Regions from separate parts of the Danio rerio genome. Here region 1 is linked to region 2. The links are chromatin contacts, called in public Hi-C maps. All regions are on one chromosome and are shown on one strand. Each heading gives the region's core, a stretch centred on a gene start, on an enhancer-like site or on the middle of the called end of the contact. The rest is flanking DNA. Distances are from core to core; before and after follow the strand shown. Region 1 has its middle 120 kb from the start of efnb1. Region 2 has its middle 300 kb from the start of efnb1.

Region 1 (4,650 bases), core at 1,213-3,712, 190 kb after region 2:
CTGTTTCCATGGCTGTAGGCAGTTTGGGTATGGGAATGAGACGGCAGGATTTAGAAAATCGATCTATTACTGTGAGGAAGGTGGTTTTGCCTTGAGATATGGGTAGATCGGTGACGAAGTCGATGGCGATGTGTGACCAGGGACGGTGTGGCACCTCCAGGGGTTGGAGTAATCCAGCTGGACGGTGACGGGAGTGTTTAGACATTTGGCAGGGTGAGCATTTGTTGATGAAGTTGATGACATCTTTGTTTATGGATGACCACCAATAGCGGGATTGAATCAATTGTACAGTGGCTGTGCTGCCTGGATGACCGGAACTGGGGTGGTCATGTACCTCGGAGATGAGCTTTTCTCGAAGTGACGGAGAAACAAAGATCTTGTCTTCAGGACAGGATTGTGGCGTGGGACTGGTTTCGGCGGCTTGAAGGATTTCATGTTCGATGTCCCACTGGATAGGAGCGACAATGAGAGGATCTTTGATTATGGGTTCCTCATTGTATTCGGAGGTTTCATCGTCTGAGAGGCGGGAAAGAGCATCTGCTTTGATGTTTTTTGAGCCAGGGATATAGGTGACTTGGAAGTCGAATCTAGTGAAAAACAGAGCCCATCGAGCCTGTCTAGGGTTCAGACGTTTACAGGAGCGTATATATTCCAAGTTTTTGTGATCGGTGATGACAGTGAAAGGATGTTTGGCGCCTTCAAGCCAGTGTCTCCATTCTTCTAGCGCGGCTTTCATGGCGAGGAGTTCTCGGTTTCCCACATCGTAGTTCCGTTCAGCGGAATTGAGCTTGCAAGAATAGAAGGCACAGGGATGGAGCTTCTTCGTGACTAGGGATCTTTGGGACAGGATGGCTCCAATTCCAGTGTTGGATGCGTCAATTTCAACTACAAAGGGTTGCTCGGGATCAGGATGACGCAGAATGGGTGCACTGGAGAAGCGGGTTTTGAGCTGAGTAAACGCTCGAACAGCGTCTGGGTTCCATTTTAGGCGAGCGTTGTTAGCTTTTACCATGGCGGTAAGTGGATCAGCGACTGAACTGAAGTTTCTTATGAAGCGCCTGTAGAAGTTAGCAAAGCCCAGGAATCGTTGCAGTTGTCTTATGGTTTCGGGTTGTGTCACGAAGTCGACCTTTTGCTGGTCCATGGCCACGCCTTCGGGGCTGATGATGTAACCCAAGAACGAAATGCAGGTCTGATGGAATTCACACTTGGAGATCTTTGCATATAGCTGGTTCTGAATGAGGCGTTCGAGCACTGCCCTGACGTGCTGAATATGCTCAGATAGTGAATTGGAGTAGACCAGGATGTCGTCAATATACACTATGACCCATTTGTTGAGCATGTCTCTAAATACCTCATTTACAAAAGCCTGGAACACGGAAGGACTGTTTGCTAGGCCGAAGGGCATAACGAGGTATTCATAGTGGCATAAAGAGTGACATAAAGAGACTGGTGGACACAATGTTATCAGCACAAGTCTATTCTTGGTTTAAATATATTTGATTGCAATAAAGATGTCGGAAGTTTAACCTGGTGCTATAAAATCAATCTGCTGCAGCTTATGCTATTGCTGTGCTGTTAATCTAACATAAACACACCAACCTATGATAAAAAAAAAATTAATACTGATGGTTTTTTATTTGCGTGTTGCTGTTTTTTAATATTAAAAACTACTTTTTTATCTTCTGTGGGTTACATTGTAATTCTAATAGTTTAATCAAATTTATGTGAATTAGAAATCCCCATGGGACCCCCAAGGGGATCTTGACCACCCCATTTTATGAACCATTGCTCTACACCACGGTTCAAAAGTCTGTCATCTGGAAGATCATTTATTTTATTTGTTTGTTTTATTTAGTGCTTTTTTGATAATTAATTTTCTTTCTATATATTATTATTATATAATTATTATATTATATATCACTATTTTTTATTTGATTTTTTTCCCTCCCTTGTGGTAAACTGCCATTACCACAAGATGATAAGCATGTGAGAAATGCCTGGTTTATGTAGTAAAAGCTCCAGTAATCCAGGCAGCACAGTCATACAGTAATTTGTGGTGATCTGAGTGTTTCCGGGCAAATCATAAACTACTTTTATCGCTTCTTGCTGTTTTCCCATAACAGCCCAGTTAGCAGTTTTAGATGCCTGACATGCGCTCTAAATGGCACATTGACATTAATGACAGGATTTCTCTTCGTTGATGGCCCGTCTCGTTATAATTATGGCAGTTTTTTTATCCAACATCCTCAAAATTTTATGCATTGTCTTTTCTCGAGCCATAAACGATGCATCCGGCAATAAGACTGCAGTTTAAATGCATATGGTGCGGTGAACTGGTTTTTCATCCTCCCCCCTCTTCTTCAAAATGAACAATGACTCACTTGAGAGATGAATGATGAGTCACTGGAGACGTCTTTGTCTTCTTTCTACTTAGCGCAAGGTTTGTGGAAGTGTTTTTACTCTCATTTTGGAGCACATCACAGGCGCTTCAGATGGATTTTGCAATGCTCGCCACGACCCTTTGTCATTGTGGGTGGAGGAGGCCGTTGAAGAGTGTCTGATGGATGGCGCTCAGCGTGGGGTAAACACAACGTTTGGCATCTGTGTCAGACTCACAGTCATTGGGTGCAGTTCTGCCAATCCTCTGCTGGCTCCTTTGATATGAGCCGAGGGCGACGCTCCCTCGTGGGTGTAGCCTCATCATGTCGTCTCTTTGTTTTCCCAATGAATCCATTAAACAAACCAATGGAAGCTGTTGTATTTTTACACTGCCAGTTGCGTCACGCTGCAGCCTCTCCGTTCTTCATATAATCCCCTACAAGTCATTTACTGTACACAGATATTTTGAAAAAGCATCTTAGGTTTTTATAGGATTAACATTAATAATGATTCTACAGTGCATTGCGTTGAAGGATGTAGTGTTGGGCTGAGTATGAACAACCTAAAAGAAAACAATTTTTGCAATATTTCACATGCACAAGTCCAAATGTTCAAACTGCAGACTTCTGGTGTTTTTATGACCAGTACCTTTCATTGATCCAGTTGTCTAAGAGCAAAAAGGCCCTAAAAACATGATCTGTTTGCAGCTCTCTTCCTATTTTAATGACTTGTAAATCTCAACTGTATACAGTGCTTCCCACACATAGACTTCACTTGGGCGGGTCACCCAGGCATATTAATGGCCGCCCAAGTATATTTAGTAACTCTTTTTTTTTTACTATTATTATCATCCTTTTACACTTTTTTTGTATCCGCCCAATATAAACAAGCATCTTCTCTCCTTGACTCATTTCATACTGCTTGTTCTGTGTGCGTGAGAACTGTTAACACTCCCACAGACAGACAGTCTCACATCTCTGTAGACCCACAGGGACCGACACCTTTTTTGCGTTTGTTTGGTGTTTCTAAATCTACTAAAATGTCTGGGATTTGGTTTTGCTTTCATTTTCTAAGCTGTCACGTTTTTATGCACACAACCGCAAGAGAGACACTAAATAATTCATTTTTTAATCTAAACAACTCAGAAAAACTTTACTTAGCACTCGGAGAGAATGAAATTACATCTAAATTGGCTGCAAAATATTTGTACATCATTAGAAATGGGTAATCAACTCATTTGCATTATTTAATCTTCTATATTCTTGTAATGAATACTTTTTTTTAGAGATATAGTCTGATTTTATTGCTTTTTTCTGTAATTTAGTTCTCATTTGCTGTATATTTTATTAATTTTATGATGTCAGTATATTTTGTCTAAAATGCTTTGGCAATACTGTACAAACTGTCATGCCAATAGTGCAACCTGAACTTGAATGAGCAATAGAAAGAAGCAGATTTTACCTGTCAATGGGTGCACATGGCTCCTAAAAAGCATAAAAGAGAAATAGTGGATTTTTAAAAATTTATTTTAAGTCATTTTTTTTCACTTTTTTTTTTACCTTAACCTATTGAAAAGAAATAGCTTAAAACAGATAATAATAAAAAATTGTGTTAAAAATCAAATTTTGTTTTGTTTGTTTGCATATGACTATTTATGTGTTGTGGGTAAAAGGTGTTTCAATGCGGCTACTCATATACTGTGTATACACTTGAAGACAAATTTATTTGCCCCCTTTGATTTTTTTTTTCTTTTTTTAAATATTGCCCAAATGATGTTTAACAGAGCAAGGAAATTTGTACAGTATTTCAGATAATATTTTTTTCTTCTGGCAAAAGTCTTATTTATTTTATTTTGGCTAGAATAAAAGCAGTTTTTAATTTTTTAAAAAAACATTTTAAGGTCAAAATGTTTTGCCCCTTTAAGCTATTTTTTGATAGTGTACAGAACAAACCATTGTTATATATATATATATATATATATATATATATATATATATATATATATATATATATATATATATATATATATATATATATATATATAGTAATGTAAAGTAAAGTAAAGTATAAAGTATACATGTAATCTCCCACAGCTGCATGTTGTGATTGTGAAGGGAGGGTGTGAAATCTGGAAGATATAACAGCAGGGATCTTATGATATCAAGGCTCTGAATCACTGACCCATCTGGAGAAGTCATACAACATAAATAAGCTGAACGCCCATTACGACACCAAATCAACTGGTGACTGTAAAGCAACTAAAGACGC
Region 2 (4,294 bases), core at 1,083-3,582:
GTGTCTGTAGAATTTCAGCTCAAAACAACCATCAGATTATTTATTATACCTATTAGCATATTTAAAATTTTCACCCACTTTTCCCACATGTCATACAGAGTGTGCACTTGCTGCGTCAGATAAACAGCACAGTGACAGACATGAAGGAAGCACATCTCACATAACGCTTGTGACAAATACTACAGTAAGAACTTTCCCAATTATTATTTGATGTGGAGTTATTTTAAGGCTTTCTGTGATGATAAGGTACACACAATGCCGTTACAAAGTTTGTGCGCGCACACACACACACACACACACACACACAGACAGCGGACACACAGTGCGCACATTGTACTTTGCACTGTTCTTGCATTGCAAATGTGACTGGATACACAATAATATCCACTGCTGTATGGATCTCCTTTATGTTATTGTACAAAATAAACCTGAATTAACGTCCACAAACCGGGATTAAAGTGCCTTCTTTTCTAATTGTACTTGTAAAACTCATTCTTGACCACATTTGATGATGATTAATGATCACAGCGAGCTGAACAGATCCTTTAATCCTGGTTGCTTTGCACACGTCCTGTCTTGTGCATATGTTCATACAAGTCACTACCGAGACATGTTAATACGCGGCTGTCAATCAATTTCGTGGGTGGGGAAACTGTACTCCTACATGTTGCAGTGGACCTCAAACTGGGAGGGATTTAGATCCTATTTTAACGTCAGAACATTTTTAAAAAGAGACTTATTGGCTTTATATCACCCACTATGACTATGGACACACAATTAATACCTACACATAGTTCTGTCCAAACGGCTTACAAAAGATTTTCACTATAGGTGCCCTTTAACAACCAAAGAATCTTTCATTTTGGTGTGAAACAGCATTATAGGTAATTAGGGTTGTTTACATTTAAGAAGTTAATATTTTAAGAACTGTTCAATGAAGATTCATTTTGGAATCCAAAATGGTCCTTTTATAGATTTTAAAGAGTGTATTACTGCTTTGTGTGTTTTGTGTGCGTGTGTGTGTGTGTGTGTGTTGAATGACCCCTCAACTTGAGAAAACATTCAATTAGATTTACAAAATTCCAGCGTTAATAAAGGAGAATCTGACATTCAGAGAGCCGCCCACCCTTCTCCCTTTCTCACTTCTCCACTCCTACTCTCAGTATTGTGTGCACTAATAATAGGCATTAAAATGAGTTTCTGATGCCTGTCTTCCAAATGCCACGCTGGGGATGAGCGATCGTTCAACAGAAACGATTAGATAATTACACCATCCTCTCGCTGTGTGACTTCACACACACACACACACATATTGATCTTCTGAATGATCACCGTACAGTAAATAAACTTCAGCTTCTCAGTGGCTTCACCCTTAAGTGATGATGACACTGCATTGTCTTAACATTCATCATTTGAGATTTCGAAAGGATAATTGTTAAAGGAGCACTCTCTTATCTGTTGCAGAGCAGTGGCATGTGCATTTTTAATGTTGAAAGGAACCATTAGGGGGCAGTGCACGTATGTTTCAAAGTGATAATGGGCTGAAGTGGTCCTCTGGTTAAAACTTATCTGTCAATATTTGCACTTCACAGGACATGCAGACACAAAGGCAAACATAAAAAAAAAACTATATGTTAATAAGCGCCAGTGTAATCTGTAAGCAAATTGTTGTTATTGTTAAAGAGGAAGTTCATCCAAAAATGAAAATTTACTCACCACCCAACAGTTTCAAGCCGGTGTGAGTATCTTTGTTTTGATGTAGAGAAGATATTTTGAGGAACATGGTCAGCCCACTTCAATACATAACTTCAGAACATAACATTTTTTGGTGACCAACATTCTTCAAAAGATCTTTTTTGTTTTTGTAAAAGTTTGAAACAACTTTATGGTGTGTATATTTAAATTTTTGGGGTGAACTGTCCCTTTAAGGCCTGGATTTTGATAACATAATTTTGTTCCTTCAGCAATTTGTAGGTTTGTTTGTGAAAGCTTGTTTGCTGCATGTTTTGATTTGAATTCCTGTTTGTTTTGTCTGGTTCAAAGTGAAGCTAGTTTGACCTATTGCGGTTCTACTCCACTTTGGAAAGCGGAGGTCAATCTGCATTTTCAGTATGATGTCAGGCAAGTCTGGAGTTAAACTCCATTCTCCCGCTCGGTCCTCCCAGTGTGTGCCCCCCCTTCTCTCTCTAGGTTGCGCCGTCAGCCCTTTTGTTCCAGTCTCATTGTAATGCGTTGGTGTGGAAACGATGCTTTCTGACACCTGGCCCACATGAGCCAGGCCCAGTGAAACAGACCTCATCACCACCAATCAGATCAGCTCTCCCACAAATCACAACCAATCAGATCACTAGCCTCGCAGACACAGCCGACGCCACAGCGACCGCCGACCTACTTGTGCTCTTAAAGGGACAATACGCTCTCATCTACAAAGCCCTGCACCCACCAGCACACACGGCTGTTTAGCGACTCCTTCATCTGCAAATGATGTACTTTTATCTGTTGATTGTCTGAACGGAGTTTGCACAAAAAGAATCCATATTTTCAATTTAAAACTCATTTCCAAAATATTTAGGTCTCTAAAACTCGAAACAGATCATGGACTAAGAATCCAAGTGTCATAATTGGTTGAGAGATTCGTTGTTTAAATGGAGAATCAGTCCATTGTCCTCATCTTTTTATTACTTAATTTATAGAAAATATCAAGTACAAAAAGTAATCAAAACTTTAATATATAGTAATAACATAATGATTAATTAGATTCTTTGAGCACTATAGGAATAGTAAAATTATTTTTCACATATATAAAGTTGGTCACACTTTACAATAAGATTTCATTACTTAATGTATTTGGTGATATGAACTAATCATGAACAATACAAAAAAATAAAAATAAAACTGGGCACAAAGTAACACTTTTTGGTTTTGGCCAAATAATGAACAAAGTAATGGGCTTAGACAAACCATTTTTTCCCCAACAACACACAAGCCACTTCAATAAATGGTTTCTGTGCAGTATTGCCAAAAGTGCCAGGAATAAAAATGTTACTGTTTACCCCACCTGTGGGGCAAGATGCAACAGACAGAGGGTTAGTTGTAACACATTACAAAATTCATTAAATCATTTTTTATCTTATAAAGCACAGCATGTTTATTTATTTATCTATTGGATAAACACATTTGGATTTATTTGCATTATTATCCATTATTATACAATGCATTTATTTGCATTATTAGTAATAACATTTATATTTTCTATTAAAAAATATATTTTATTAAAATACATTTTTAACATAAAAGGAATTCAATATTACACTCAAAATTCAACAATTATTTTGTTGTTTAATTGGTGTCCAACAATGTGTGACTTATTTGTAACACCATGTTACAACTAACCTGCGGTGACCTTTTTTTCTTTAAAACTGGCTAGCATTCAGTGTTTTTTTTCTATTTATTTTTTTTTACATCTTTTAAAACGGTTAAATTTTTTAGCCAAGAAGACGGTAACTACAACAATATACAATTTCATTTACATACTTTCACAGATTTAAATTTTTTTCCCCAACTATTTTAATAATTGGCAGGAAAACATTTGCTGACACTGTGGTCAAAACCTCAAAAGCACGCCATGGTTAACCCTGAGCAAATCCCTTAAAACTCTGCATTACGTTTTACCCTGCGTTACTTTGTGGCCCACAGCATTTATAAATGCCTTATCCAAAATCCAAATTTATACCTGTTAACATTAGTTAATGTACTGTAAATTAACATGAACAAACAATGAACAACTGTATTTTTATTAAATGTTAACATTAACTCTAGTTTAGGTCACGATTCATGCTATTATAATTATTATATTAATACTACTGGCTTATTACCTGCCTAATATTAAGATACTAACTGTTCATTACAAGTTATATAAAGTCTGATCTTATTTTGCATCCCTAAACCCAACTACTACCCTAACTATTAAATGATTACTTAATAGTATCAAGAGTTCACACTTAGCTGATGATTGATTATAAAGCTTGTTTTTCCCAGGAGAGAGCCCTGAGCTCATAAGATCCTCGAGCCCGGGGCTCCCTCCAGTTTGTAAGGCTAGAGGAGAGTTTGAGCTCAGGTAGATCTCAAGAACTTCCCTGCTGTAGTAGCTAATGAACAGATAGTGATTGCTCTTAAGAGATAACTACTTACTAGGTGCATGTCTATGGTGCCTATTTGAATTAGTCAATTAACTGAAGTTGCATGTTTTTGGACAGGGTAAACTCACGTGAGCATGGGGAAAACGTATAAACTC

The links. A called contact is a pair of places that touch in the nucleus more often than the background predicts.
Region 1: a contact with region 2 is called in a Hi-C map of an unstated tissue, with 2.6 times the contacts expected there. The contact joins two enhancer-like sites. A contact is called at or near these places in 2 of 18 Hi-C or Micro-C datasets (caudal fin and an unstated tissue) and 1 of 4 datasets of contacts at active chromatin or transcription factors (caudal fin).

The regions. Positions count from the first base shown.
Region 1 is chr5:37,106,694-37,111,343 of GRCz12tu, forward strand. No RefSeq gene overlaps it. Among named protein-coding and RNA genes, the nearest start is that of efnb1, 120 kb to the right of the region's middle. Within about 2 kb of position 2,463, at least 13 of the 62 cell types and tissues checked have an H3K27ac peak or open chromatin away from gene starts, as enhancers often do.
Region 2 is chr5:36,920,564-36,924,857 of GRCz12tu, forward strand. No RefSeq gene overlaps it. Among named protein-coding and RNA genes, the nearest start is that of efnb1, 300 kb to the right of the region's middle. Within about 2 kb of position 2,333, at least 41 of the 62 cell types and tissues checked have an H3K27ac peak or open chromatin away from gene starts, as enhancers often do.